2 separate regions of the Danio rerio genome follow, and region 2 is linked to region 1. A link is a contact called in public HiCAR-type data. All regions are on one chromosome and are shown on one strand. Each heading gives the region's core, a stretch centred on a gene start, on an enhancer-like site or on the middle of the called end of the contact. The rest is flanking DNA. Distances are from core to core; before and after follow the strand shown.

Region 1 (4,495 bases), core at 709-3,208:
CCCATTTGGACTGCTGCTCCATCATAAATTGTGAAAATAACCAACACAATCTCACGTCAATTCGTAACTTTTTTATTTGGTGGCTAATTATTTTGTAAGATCTAACTCGTACAATTTAGTGTGATTTGGGTTTAGGGGTTTGGTTAGGTGCCACACCTCCTTTTTAAAAATCATAAAATTTCGTACAACTGAATTAGCCACTAAACTGACAAAACCTGTTGAAAAAAGCTTTAAGACCAAGTCAAATCATCTGTTGAACGTCACATCATTGTGACTACAGCTAATCAGTTTTGGCCAATGCAAACTATGATTTTTCATGAGTTCAACATCCAGCTGTGCAAGAAAACATACAATCAGATGTAAGTGACGTCATCTTTAACTGTATTGTTTTTAAATGAAGAAAAAATTTTACAAGAAACTTTTATTGTAAATCTTGTTTTCTTGAAACAAAAAATACTGATAAAGCGATGCAAAGCACCAAAAGTGGCCCATATTAAAATTTATTTGAATTAAAGTTGTGCCTAAATAGTCACTAAAATGCAGTATGTAAATACCGTTATTAAATAGAAAATAAGGCGAATAACTGCAAAAAGGTCCACATTCTGAGAAAAAAAGAACCACCTCTTACGCCAGGTTGGCTACGGGCCTGTACATTATTTCAAATGTTCCATCAACATTTAATTCAGCAGATACATTTACATTAAAATGAAACAACAAACAATTTCTCATTTGTACTTATTAAAAGTCATAGAAGGGTAAACCCATGGGTTCAAAGATATCGGCCAAGTGAATTTAATGCGACAATTAGTTCGTGTTTGGGGCTGAACTGTAATCCTTAAATGTACTAATTTAGTATGTCATCAGGTGATTCCTGATCTTTTATCCCTGACAGGGCTTTTTATTATATAAATTATTGGTACACTGAATGACATTTTAGATCTTTAGTAAATAATACTAAAACAGTTTGGTCATTGTATGCTTTTACCTGTGAAATTTATTATAAACGTCTTATTCTTTCTCTTTCTCTCAGTGTGAAACATTTTTGATTAAAAACAGACAGCTACAAAAGTCCAACAGGTTATGCTAGAAACTGTGACTAAACAATGCAGTGTAATGAAAACCTGTGTCACATTTATTTGTCAACGCATTTTTAAAGCACTAATCATAATTCAGAATCTCTCACACCCTAACACGCACATCCTCTGAGCTGTGAATGTAATTCCAGCACACTGTGCGTGCAGACGCAATGCTTTCTGACAAACATACGCACGAATAACACGAGTCTAGTCAAAGTTATGAAATACCGAGGGAACAAGCTTCTTCCGTCGTCTGGATGCCGAAACCGTGTCACGTAGCTCGCCAACAAAAACCCGCCATGGTATATTAATACCAAATCCTCTCCGCACATCTGTCAGCGGCGATCTAACGGTGCGCGCTAAGTGCATCTCCCGCAGTCGCCCTGCATGATTATTACATGCCCATAGATTAAGACCAGCTCCCAGTGAACTACAGCCTTGTAAGAAGATGTAGGAGCATTCATTTGGCACCATGCACAAGTAACACTCTCACATCAAATCTGCATTTTCAGCTTCAAAGATTGCTTTGAAACGCACATGCTTTGAGACGCATGGATTCTGTCAGAAAGCGCGCTGCGCCAGAGACGCGCAAATGCGTTATAGGGGCTTCTACATGATTTCCGGAGAGCGCGTGAGTCGCGGCGCGTGCAGGTGGCTTTTCATCTGAGCACTGCGCAGTCTGGGCAACCACGATGCATGATCTACGATACTGTGTGTAGAACAAGCTGGTCCATCTATCGCGCCAAGGCATCATTGATATTGACTACTGTAAACATTTAAGATATAATTACAGAAAAAGTTTCTTACCTCTGTCGGTGTCTTCTCGGAAAGATTCCGCGGTTTGTTTAGCTGCCTATCCGCTTTACTACACTGTGGGATCAGTGAGAGATACAGAGAGAGAGAGAGAGAGAGAGAGAGAGAGAGAGAGAGAGAGAGAGAGAGAGAGAGAGAGAGAGAGAGAGATGGGAGGGGGGAGTAAGAGAGAGAAGATCGGGGTAGACCTCTCTCTACATCTCCACACCACTCTGGGATGATGCCACTCCTGCGTGATCTCAACCGCAATGTGAAGCTACCCCGGTGTGTTACGAGCAGATGCCATCGCATTTAGTCAAAAGCATGTTTTTTTTCTCATTCATGCAGCTATTCATCAAATATAGCAAGGTATCCGCCTACTCACTTCATGTTAATGGACAGTTCTGTTCCGACTTTAAATACTGGCACCTAACAATAATTGCAGAGATGGTCGAGGCACAATTTAAGATTCTTCAGATTTCTTGACCAGTGAAAACATCTAAAGAATTACACTCTTGAAAAAAGAAAATACTTTTAACGAACAATTCTCATAAAGAACATTTTCCACCACAAATAATAGTTTGTATAATTAAAAGTTTAAGTGGTTGATTAATGTTAAATTATGTTTATTTAACCATCAATGGCAATAAAGAACAATAAATACATTTTCATTTCACTTTTTGAAAAAAAAAAACTTTCTTTTTACTATTAATGTTTTTTACAATAAGAAAAAAAATATTTCTTTAAAGAACTTATCATGAAAACACATAAAACGGAAAACTAATCTTAAGTTTAAGCTGAGCTTAACCATAACATTTTACAGTACACCCTTTCAATTTTGATCAGATGTCTCAGAAACATGTGTCTCTAAACACTGTGAACAGTTTATCCATTAACCATAATAACATAAAGGAAAGTTTTTTTTGGCACTTGTAAGAAAACCTTTGAAGCAACTTTAAATGGCACCTCTTCAAATAGATGGAAAATTACAAAAACTTCTTAAATTGGGGTTAAATCAACTATAAATCTTCTGAAACATGCTATTTTGGTTTGATGTTCAAAATTTAAGCTGTTAGAAATCTGACAAATATAAGCATACTTTACTGATACATCATCCAAGAAAAAGCATTGGTTTTACAGTTATAAGTACATATTCTGGTTAAAAATCCTCTTGATGAAATGTGAGATGTGCAACAGGTCTGCTAAGGGTGAAATTCCAAATTAATATGCTGATGAACATATTTTGATTACTGTATTTGTGTTAAGTTAAATGACAAAACATTAAATACATCGAAAGCTGTCAGACACATAATACACTGTTAAAATTTTTGATAATTTTACGGTTTATTTCCGGCAGCTGGGGTGCCAGAAAAAAACAAATAACACCATTAAATTACAGAAATTAACTGTAAAATAACAGAGGTTGAACAACAGAAATTTAACAGAAATTTAAATTTAAGGAAATTTCTGGAATTTAATGACCATTATTTTACCTTTTTCTGGCACCCCAGCTGCCGGAAATAAACAGTAAAATTACAGATTTTTAACTATAAAAAAGCTATAAACTATAATAAAGTCTATAATAAAAAAAACTATAATAAAAAAACTATAAACTATAAAAAAAAGTCTTGTTGGATTATTTTTAATTAACTGTTTACAGATGCTGCCAAAAATAAAAAAAAATTAAATGGAACTTTTGCAATACTATCAAACAAATTATATAATAAATATTTTGTGACAATACTTTACTATGTTACCTTAACTAATTAAAATTAGGGAACTACGTTTCAACTTATTTTTTAGTGTATAGATTATTTAATGGCCCTTTCAGTCAAACGAAATGTAAGTTGACTGTTTTGTGGAATAGTTTTTCTCTGTATGATGGCTGCTTTTAAACCACAGCTTCATAAAGCTTTATAACCTTTATGAGTTTTGGAGTGTGTATCAAAATAGGGCTTTGTTACACCACAATTGTTTTTAAACTTTTGAAACTTTTATGATTCTTCGCTTGAAGATGATGTGTAATACCATAAAGTCCACATGAATCACTCAGATCTCCGATCACTTTTATGAGTAAATGAAAAGATCAATACAGTAGTTAATAATAGTTATTAAACCTTTCTTTAGCAGAGCCCACCGTGTGTGTGTGTGTGTGTGTGTATATATATATATATATATATATATATATATATATATATATATATATATATATATATATATATATATATATATATATTCATATAAAATTATGAAATAATGCTTATTATCGAGAATTTTTTTTATATATATGTACAGGATTTTGACCAGCAGGTGTCCCTAGCACGTGCTTGAACGCTATTTTGCGAAGCAATTGGTTCATTTGTTTCAAAGCTTTGAAAAATGTTTTTTCTCCCATCAACTGACCTAAACACAAGTGAGCAAATTGACCATACCAGAAAAGTTGTGTGAAGCAAACATATTCAATTACAAATCATAGTACATTTGTGGTACTTATTTGGTGTTGTGCAAAGAACTCCATAATAATAATTATTTATTTGTTGATAACATGTCCCTGTAAATATCATTAGCGTGATGAGGAACAAAAACTGTTGGCATCACACTGCTCCGTAGTGTTCATTTTACCCATA
Region 2 (4,495 bases), core at 845-3,344, 250 kb before region 1:
ACAAAAATTCTTTCCGATTGTTAAGCACTGAAATAAATACAGACAGCTATGAGGTGAGTCACAACATTACTAACTTTGACTTAAAGCTAACATGCATTACACTATAAGAAAAAAAGGATAATGGTACAAGACTGTGTACTTAACAGCTTTAATGAAAAATTATAATAAACCCATGAAGCATTGCACATACAGGCAGTGCTCTATGAAATACATGTTTTTTTCCAATTCTCTAATATATATTTAGACAATTTTAATGCTAGATAAACTTAAAACAGCATATCCAATAAAACAAATATGACTTTTATCAAATTTTTTATTCTCGTTAAAATGAAAACACAGAGGAACAAATGTTAATTATTTATCCAAAACAGTCAAAGTTTGAGACATTTTTCACTATTCAGTTAATTCTATTCTCAATGAATGAATTTAGTGATTCTGTCCATGTTTTCTACATTGCAGGAAGAAATCTATTCTCTACAAAACAATAATAATGTTGTTTTTCACCAGAAACTTCACTGTGCTGAAAAAAATACTAAGATAAAAGTGTTGACGTCACCTCATTTGTCAAATATACAGTTTTGGTTGGTATTTTGTCAAATGTTTGGAACTGGTTTAATCTCTTAACAAAAAAGCATCGCAATTAAATTGCCATAACTACTGAACTGAAGTGTAGAGTCTAACTGAAACTGTGTAGATAAAGCTCTGCAAATACTCTGCAAGTATCACCCATTGATAAATTAAAGTTTTACACCCACTTGTGGTCTTTACTTCTACTTGAACATTTGGACCAAACAGGAAATTTGTCATTAGATGGCAAGTGAAAATGCTCAAGACAGGAAGTGTGGGTATTGGAACATGATGAAAGGGACTTTTACATCAGGAACCCAAATGTTGTACTCGATTCCTAAAAAGGAAATCAAAGCAAACCAAACCAATAAATTGATGCTCAGCTTTAAGACAATCAATACTTACAGCACCATCAACTGTATTACCTAAGAAATGTCAATGATGATGAATTATTATTCAGAAAAGTGTACAAGTTTAAAATAATGTAATGAAACACAGTTCACAAAGACTGAAAAACGAGTTGTCATTCTGTGACTTTTTTGTGTGGAACACAAGATACTATTTACAATGATACCATTCACTTTTATGTAATGGTAAAAAGACAACAAACTGAAATGGTGGCTAAACTCGTACAGTGCATAACGTTCTACCTGCCACCATTTTTGTGATCTACAAAAGAAAAAAAATGCCCAGGATGGCAACATCCGTGTTTTACAGTTGCTGGAGACCTTTAAATAAGCAAATAATGTCAGGACGAGTCATTTACCATATGGCATCTACAATGAGTTTGCGCACACATCCCATTCACGATGAATCAGAATAACGGACCGATACCAGTAAAGGGCTCAGGGATACTAAATCTAATAAAACTCAATAACAAACTCATCATCACTGCGACATCAAAATACAGGCGTAGGTAACGTCACATACACGTAACGTTACTAGAGAACGGTTCAAGTAGCAGAGTCTAAATTACTGCTGCTGTCAGTCGAGCAAACTTCAATACACGAGTTAAAGACACCAGCACAAAAATAAATTTGAATTATATATGATTATTAACGTTACTTGGTATAATCCTACTTCGTGCGAAAACTGCTAACGTTATTACATCAACCGGACATAACATAACATTATCATTTTATTTGCTTAAACTGCCGCCGAGAGGTCATTCAGATCTGTGTGTCGCTTTCATACATGATACCGTTACTGAGTAAAACGCATCTAACGTTAAACAAGATGTAAAAATTCTACACTAAAATATAAAGCCGTCATTAGCCCGTGACACTCAACAGTCTCTGGCTAAAGCCATCCAAGCATCAGTAACGTTAATCAATGCACTTGCCGCTACTATAAGGTTAGCCGCCGAGCTAGCAAGCAAAAACTGTTTTATCTTCTTACCTTACGTCATGTTGAATCTCCTTGCTGAACAGTTGTACATCGTGGTACAATAACGCATATGTTTTTTCGGATATGATGTCTTTATGGGATGTGTAGTTGTAACTCGGATTTTTGTGATGGTGAACAGTTCCACAGACCCGAGTGTTTTGCGTCATACACCTGTTCGTGAGTCGCGCTGAAGAACTGTATCCTTCCGCCAAAAGAGATTCCTAAAAAAATAGTTCTTATCCTGCAGATTTTATCTGATTGAAAGTACAATACTTTCTGTAGCAGTTGCTGATTTGTAATGTTGGCAAGCCAACCGCACTTTATAAATGTTTAATTTTACATACTTTCAACATTTCCTTCATCTTTTTAGTTTTATAATAATTTTATATGCGCTTTCAAGTTAACAATACGTGTGATTCACTTAATAGAGGTCTGTTTGTGTAGCCCTTATTAGTAAAAGGCACTTTTGCAGCAGTCCTGTTCGCACTCAAAAATCATGAAGCAGAGCAGGATCTAGAGCTCACACTACCAACAAAACATCATATCCATCCGCCGTCTTGATCAAACTTCGTGACGTAGCCTTGCAACGTTGGTTAATCAGTTCATTCATTTGTTATTCAGGCCCGTAGACAGCCTTGTTGTATCCTCAATTTTTGATACCAAAATATTTCATAAAGATTTATAATAAACACATTAAAATAACAGCTTAACGATATTTTTCTAGTTTAAATAAGAGAATAGTGGCAAATGTTCTGGACCAATGGCAGTTTCTGGGGTAGGTCTTTAGAACCACCCGAACCCCCACCCTGGCTACGGGCCTGTTTTTACTACATGCTTTTAATCTTTTTATTTGCTGGTTGAATGTATTGTATCTTTCTATCTGCTCAAAGGTGACTGAAAAATATGACACATTCTACATTTAAATTCTCATTTTGAACCGAGTTGCTTTTATTTTTTTGCGTAACTTTGACATTGTTTTATTCCATAAACCTGCTTATTATATAGAGATAAAATTGATATAGAAAATTATGTACAAATAAATATCCAAATAGTAATTTGTTATTTCACAACTTTAACTACAATATATATATATAAAAAGTAAAGTGCCAGTGCCAAGCTTGACCACAAGGTGTCAGGATATTACACAATATACGTGGAGGGCAAAGAAGCCCACTGCTCTGTCACTGGATTAAGTGTTATTTATGGCTCACATCACTCAAACACAAAGAAAAATGTGGACACACGAGTGAAGTCTGAAATTAGGAGTAAAGGTCAGTGTATACTGAAATAACATCGGCCATGTAAAACACATTTTGGCACGTATTTTGGAAAAATAAACTTCACTCCTCTGAAAGTGCTCTAGTGTCAGGCACTAGAGGCCATAGTCTCTTTAGTAGAGCAACTGAATCCCATGCGGAACTGCCAGTTCGATACCAGTTTGGAGCAGGTTGGGTGGTGTAGTACTGGTGGGTTATATAGGCTATATATAATTTATATATATAACCCATCGTCTGTCACTAGAGCACTTTTAGAGGAGTGAGGTTTACATGCATAGCACTTACTAGCTGGACTCTGTTACACTCACCCCCTTAAACCTCACTCCCACCCGGGTCACGGCACTATAACCTCTCCGGTCTTACACCACCCAACCTGCTCCGAGCTGGTATTGAACCATGCGACCTTCCACATGGGAGTCGGTTGCTCTACCAAGAAGGCTAAAGACCATGCCCTCAGAGCACCTTTAGAGGTCAGTGGAGTGAGGTTCATATATATATATAAATAAATATTTATATATATATATATATATATATATATATATATATATATATATATATATATATATATATATATATATATATATATATATATATATATATATATATATATATATATATATATATATACATACATACATACATACATCTAAATATGTCTAACATTACGTTAGAGGAGTTGTAGGTTAGGGAATGCTTGAAAGCTTACAACAGTTTCTTTGCAACTGCACTAAAATAGCAGTGAAGTAAAGCCAAACGTAAAGCAACAAAGGTGTTGAAAGCTTTGAATAAACTGTTCACAATTAACCAGTCTCTTTTGCACCTCAAAGATTTTAGCCTCTTTGAGAAGATGGCTTGAAGGAAATCATTCATAAGAAGAGTCAACGCAAGTCATTCCTGGAGATTGCTAGAAGCCATGTCATGACCTGGAAATTATAGAAAGAATTGGAGCCTGGTGAGATGAAACTTGAGCCTTTTCTTTCTGTGGGCCAAGTGAAGTTAAAGCAACACTTTTTATAGGCCAGCCAAGATGATAGATAATCTTGAAAGCTGTAAGTAAGTTGGCATTTCTGTGTGGAGTTTGCATATTCTCCCTGCATTCGTGCAGGTTTCCTCCGGGTGCTCTGGTTTCCTCCCAGTCCAAAGACATGCGGTACTGGTGAATTAGGAAGCTAAATTGCCCGTAGCGTGAGTGTGAATGAGTGTGTATTGATGTTTCCCAGAGATGCGTTGCAGTTGGAAGGGCATCCGTTGCGTAAAATGTGCTG

The links. HiCAR-type assays count read pairs that join an accessible place to other places.
Region 2: a HiCAR-type map of caudal fin shows a contact between it and region 1, with 6 times the contacts expected there. The contact joins the promoter of sgsm3 here to the promoter of elfn2b in region 1. A contact is called at or near these places in 5 of 18 Hi-C or Micro-C datasets (caudal fin, embryo, skeletal muscle and 1 more) and 2 of 4 datasets of contacts at active chromatin or transcription factors (caudal fin and embryo).

The regions. Positions count from the first base shown.
Region 1 is chr3:32,548,354-32,552,848 of GRCz12tu, forward strand. elfn2b (extracellular leucine-rich repeat and fibronectin type III domain containing 2b) reads right to left here and starts at 1,959. Exons shown (of 4, transcript XM_068219140.2): 1 at 1,884-1,959.
Region 2 is chr3:32,297,444-32,301,938 of GRCz12tu, forward strand. sgsm3 (small G protein signaling modulator 3) reads right to left here and starts at 2,095. Exons shown (of 21, transcript NM_213330.1): 1 at 1,966-2,095.